2 separate regions of the Zea mays genome follow, and region 2 is linked to region 1. A link is a contact called in public Hi-C data. All regions are on one chromosome and are shown on one strand. The core of a region is the stretch at or near the end of the contact, and the rest is flanking DNA. Distances in the headings are between cores, read along the strand shown.

Evidence for each region. A called contact is a pair of places that touch in the nucleus more often than the background predicts.
Region 2: a Hi-C map of ear shows a contact between it and region 1, with 2.9 times the contacts expected there. The contact joins the promoter of LOC542693 here to the promoter of LOC100272834 in region 1. A contact is called at or near these places in 6 of 25 Hi-C or Micro-C datasets (bundle sheath, ear, leaf and 2 more).

What each region holds. Positions count from the first base shown.
Region 1 is chr2:114,128,650-114,131,546 of Zm-B73-REFERENCE-NAM-5.0, forward strand. LOC100272834 (Pyruvate dehydrogenase E1 component subunit alpha-3 chloroplastic) reads right to left here and starts at 1,508. Exons shown (of 3, transcript NM_001147287.1): 1 at 1,292-1,508; 2 at 1-499. The coding sequence starts at 460.
Region 2 is chr2:114,362,400-114,365,296 of Zm-B73-REFERENCE-NAM-5.0, forward strand. It overlaps LOC542693 (Serine/arginine-rich splicing factor RS31A), which reads left to right and starts at 1,435. Exons shown (of 6, transcript NM_001320829.1): 1 at 1,435-1,494; 2 at 1,614-1,765; 3 at 2,541-2,653. The coding sequence starts at 1,660.

The DNA of each region.
Region 1 (2,897 bases), core at 258-2,757:
TGTTCAGACACTCAAAGAACTGGCCATTATTACAGGTACCATCGCCAAAGAACGCCAATGTGACATCAAGCCCATCAGGGCCAGACTCCTTGAGCACCTCATGACGGTACTTAGCAGCAAAGGCTGCACCAGTGGCAACAGGAATGCCCTCTCCGATGAAGGCAAAGCCTCCCAGGAGGTTGTGGGGAGCAGAGAACATGTGCATGGAACCACCCTGTCCACGGCAGCAGCCTGTGGCCTTGCCAAAGAGCTCAGCCATGACAGAACGTGCCGGGACACCCTTGGACAGCGCATGGACATGATCACGGTATGTGCTAACAACACAGTCAGCTTGGTTCAGAAGTTTGATGAAGCCAGTGGAGACAGCCTCCTGGCCATTGTAAAGGTGGACGAAACCAAACATCTTGCCACGGTAGTACATTTGTGCACACATGTCCTCGAATACACGGCCAAGAACCATGTCCTCATACAGCTCCAGTGCCTCTTCCCGGGTAACCGCCTGGAGAAAACGATAGACCATGAATTACGTACACAACACAGTGTTCTGCAACTTGAACAGACTTGCAGCAACAGAAAAACAAATAAGACATTTTCCATGTCTAAGCAGTACTCCCTCCGTTTCGTTTTAGTTGTCGCTGGATAGTGCAAAATTGAACTATCCAGCGACAACTAAAAAGAAACGGAGGGAGTACTAGTTAGGTAAGCTAGGTGACAGAAGATAGTATGACTGTATCAGTTCAGTCCTGAGTCTCAAGACACTGATACCTCATCAGACTTGCAGCTGCAGGCATGAACAGAGCTAACTGGTGGATCTATTAAAAAATATGTGGTGAAAACTACAATTTCAGCTGTCAATCAGTGACATTATGTTAACTAAACAACTGTCTCCATTCATAGGTATCCGATCACAAATGAGCAGTATCCGAGAGCGAGAAGACAACTTCAGCAGCACTTTTAGAGCACAGGGGAGTCATCACCATGAAATTCAGGAGGCCACGATATCCTTTCACCTTTCATTCCAAAGCTGGGAGGTAAAGTTTTGTGAGATTTACGCTTATGCATCCCGAATTGCGACTACAAAGTACTACTGTGGGATGCAACCAGCCAAATCGTCGTTAAACTAGAAACCATATCACTCATCGGAATTTCAGACTCGTGAGATCCAATCGCGCAGCACAGTTAAACTGTAAAGAGCGCCCAAGATCGGGTTTTTACACTGCGTCGGCACCCAAGATCGCTTTTTTCTCTCTGAAGTAACAGGAGAGAGCAACGTAGAAAAGGTATTCCATACCGGATGCGCGGCGGCGGCCTGCGCGGCCTTGTTCCCAGCGAGCAGGTCGGAGGAGACGGCGAGCGCGGTGCGCAGGCGCGGGTGGTGCACCGCGCCGCGGCGCAGGGTCCTGGCGAAGGAGGAGGACGAGGCGCCGGCGGGGAGCGGGGGCGCCCTCTCTCCGCCGGATCTCGCGGCCACCGGCGCCAGGAACTTGGCGGCGGTGAAGGACGCGGCCGCCATCTCTGCCCTCTCCGCTGTCTCCTGGCCGAACGGTTAGGGGAGCAATGCAGCGAACGGACAAGGGATGGGGGAAGCCCCGCCGCGGTGGCGTATAAAGAGAGGAGGGGGAGGGAGGTGGTGGGCGGCGGAGAGACCGAGGAAGATGTGAGGGTCCGAGGGGGTTGGGGAAACAAGGCAGGCAGGCAAGGCCTCGGTGGACGATGGCGCTCACGCTCGGGCTTTGGAGGGTCCGCCCAGCTCAGCTCACCACACCGCTGCACACCTCCTCTGTGCCTTCGCTCTTGTCGCGTCTGTGTAGTGCGTCACTCCGTCCCGAACTTCCGATGCATACGTGGGGTCAGGTTGTTCGTCTGCCACAGAATGCACGATTGACTTGTTGTTCCATTCCAGATTTCCAGTGAGGAATTATGTTGTGCATTTGTACAGAATAGATTCTTGAACACGTTTTTTTTCAAAAGTGAGATGTTTTTACCTAAACATGGAAGGGCTGAAAAGAGAGAATCAAAATTAAAGTTTTACAAATAAGCAGGAACACAGAACCACAAAGCCCTTCTTCCAAACTAGAACGCGTGAATGCTCTCTCTCCACTCTAAATTATATAGTTTTTTTTAAATGTTGTGATGTTTCAATTTCTTTTAAGTTCAGAACCATTTACAGAAAATAATATATCAATACTTACAATATCAACATAGTTGCATTAAGCCCATCATAGAATGGATCATGCCTTTTGTATTTATTGGTGGTGTGCGCATTAGTATATTTTCGAGAAGTTTGGGTTAACAAACTAAAAATAATATACTATGGAAGTATTTGTTGCGAGGATCATTTTAGAAAAAAGAGGTATGTGCATCATTACAAAATCTAGTTGTTTTGGTGGTTTCTTATTTATTTGATGATCTTTAATCTCATTTAAAAAATAATCAACATATGGCTTATAGGCCTAAGCTTTCACATTTTTTTGAATAGTAATACTGCAGGGCCTGCAGTATCTTTAATTATATAAATAAAAATGTCGTGTACAACTACTGTACATTAGTATATTACAATATATGAACTCAAGCTCTAATCTCTCCCACTGCTTTCTTCATTCTGAAACAGAGTAGAAGCATTTCCTTCTTGAACATAGCTTGGCAACCATGTGTTGTGGGAGGAGCATTTTCAAAAATCCAGCCATTTCTACACTTACAGATGCACCATAACATGATTATCACTACCTCTATTTTCCAATCTTTCGAGAACTGCTGGATGGTAGACAGGATCAGGCTTTGAACCAAGCAACAAGAAATAGAAGAAAGAATCCCAGAGAAGGGTACAATATGTTGGGGTTCGAGGGTCATACATTAGATCAAAGTGGTCTCATATTCCAATTAAATTCTCTGAAGAA
Region 2 (2,897 bases), core at 185-2,684, 230 kb after region 1:
TAATAGGTTGATCAGGTAGACATGGCCGAAGAGGATGCAATCCGAAATGGCCTCTGTGCATTAAAGTTTCATAAAGTATTTATATTATGTGATCGCAAGAGCCGATGACTTGCATCGAGCTGAGTCCTTACTTCGGGAACAAAGTAGCTCATGAAGTCAATTGTTTCCGAGGTTTTCGCTAGTGCTTTTAGTTCGCCAAGCTCCACCAAAAGGCAGGGGGGCATATGTTGAGATCCAAATTGAGCGGACGGTCCGGCCCTTGGGCCCGGACAGTCCACGTGCCCCGAGATTAGATTAACTCGGGTGTTTATCCTTATCTCGTGCGTGGTTATCCATCTAATCACGTGAGAGTTGTTGGCTATCTATTAGGAAAAGGTCTAGACCTCCTTCTCTATAAATATAAAGGGGTACGACCGATTGAGAACACATGAACACATTTCAATCGAACCAGTTACTTTATTTACTTTTCTTATTCTAGGAGTAGATGTAGCGTAGTTCTAGTTGTAGCATTGCGCATATCCACCCCACCCCTATTCGACTCTACGTCGTCTAGATCTGTCCTGGGGTGGCCTGCCGACCCCAGGACAACCCTATGATCTTTACCCCTCCTGAGGGACAAGATCTACTTCGTCTACTTCAATCAAGATCTCTTCCTCGAATTGATCTCTTAATTTTTAGGCGACTCTACGTCATCTGGAGATGCCCCAGGTGACCTGCTGACCCGGAGCACCCTAAGGTCTCTCCCCCATGGGACGAGATCTAGGTCATACGAGGAGAAGAAGATGACCCTGCGCAATCGCGGACCATCCGGCCCAGAGCTCGGACCGTCCGGACTGCGCGCAGAGAAGGCGCCGCTTCTGCCGCCAGGTTGCGGACCGTCCGGCCCAGAGGCGCGGACCGTCCGCGCCCCCGCAGTGAGCACTGCCAGGCGACCTCGCGACCCGTCGCAGACCGCCACCACTGTTCACCTCGCGGAGCCGAACCCAAGGTATTGCTCATCACGAGAAGGTCCTAGGGTTCGTTGCTGTTTGGTCTCAAATAAGTGGTGATCATCATAGATGTGTTGCCCCACATTTAGGATAACCACTTTATTTGACCCTATATCATATAAAGGTGCCAAGTACCGCCAGACGATTTATTATAGTGTTTGGTGACAAAAAGACACCAACACATATCCATGGATAAAAAATTCATTCTATATACATCTTCGGTTAAAATCTATCGGTTATTCAGGTTTGCCATCATCGCCAACACACCAGCGTCTGCCACTGTGCAACGAGCAAGGTGAAATCAACTATGAGTGTGCAGCCCATCCGAGGCCATTTTGACGCAGGCCTAGCTGGGCCACAGGTGGTTGGAAATCATGTAGGCTCAAAGGTAAAAGTAGTCCAGTTCATAGCCGAGCCGCAGGAGAGAAGAGAAGCACCGCAACCCTAGGTCGCCGCCTCTTTTCCTCTCCACTCGTCCGCGGGACGCGACGCGACGACACCGGAGGTATTCCTCTCTCCTGCTCCTCCTATACATGATCTCTTATTTCCCCATCGTGGATCATTCGTTGCTCGGCGAAACCCCAGCCCAGGGACCGGTCCGCTCACCGTTTGGTTTGTTCGTAGGGTTTTCTGCGGGGATTTGTTTGTCGCCAACTCGCCGGCAGCCAAGATGAGGCCGGTCTTCGTGGGGAACCTGGACTATGACACCCGCCACTCGGAGCTCGACCGCCTCTTCTACCGCTACGGCAGGGTCGAGCGCATCGACATCAAGTCAGGTCTGCCTGCCCTTGCATTCCCTCCTTTTGCCCACCCCCTTGTTTATCTTCGTCTTCGGCCGGTTTTAGATTCGATCTCATCTTATTGTGTACCTAGCCACTTGGTATATCTTCATGTTTAAATTTCAACGAATTGAAGAAAAAAAAGGTGGTGGAGTAAGATACTCTGATACTTTGCGGTTGTTGTGCTGCTCCATGCGATGTAACTGCAGTTGCAGGCACAGATGTTTAAATCTTTACTCTGGCGCAGGAACTACCAGGGCAAAACATAGCTTCCCCAGGGCTCTTCAACTCCTTCCATTCAATAACCTGGCCATCATTTCCTTCACTTGAAACCATCTGTTCATGTGCCCTGATGCAAACTGTTACTGCTGCTCGAGCATGTTTAGCGGGATCGTGCCATCAGTACCATCATGCCTTACCATGCCACGACTAGAAGTATCACCAACATGACAACATGCTATGTGTACTACATTGATAAGCAAGAGTTCTATTTATGGCGAAGCATGTCCAATGTCTCCGGTCATTCTTTCTTACTTTGGATATAAGTTGTTCAACACCATGCTTAGGTCTTATCATGAATGGAATCTACCACTCTAGTGCTCTTCATACCATCAGAACTATGCAGGTGCAGTACATTTCTGATTATTTTAGGCTTGGGTATACTCATGTGTTGAGTTGTTAATTGTAAAAACAGAGGTGCAACTATTCTCGTGATTGTTTAGACATTTGTTATTAATTTTCATCGTTCTGACTTGCACGTTTACATCTGTAGGCTATGCTTTTGTCTACTTTGAGGATGAACGTGATGGCAATGATGCTATACGGGCTCTTGATGGTTATCCATTTGGCCCTGGCAGACGCAGGCTTTCAGTAGAGTGGTCACGGGTAATTCCTTTATCTTGAACTCTCTACCCTTACCCCTAGTGGTAAAGCTGGCTTTGATTAGCCAATGTTTGTGTGTTATCATGCTGTGGTAAGTTCACTTATATAGGAGATAGATCAAATAATTTTAAGGAACAAGAAAATCAGAATAATCTTTTTTTTCTATTAACTACCATTCCGTGTCGTCGACTTATATTAGTTTCTTTTCTTCTTTAATGCAATAACTGTAGTTTGATATATAATCCAT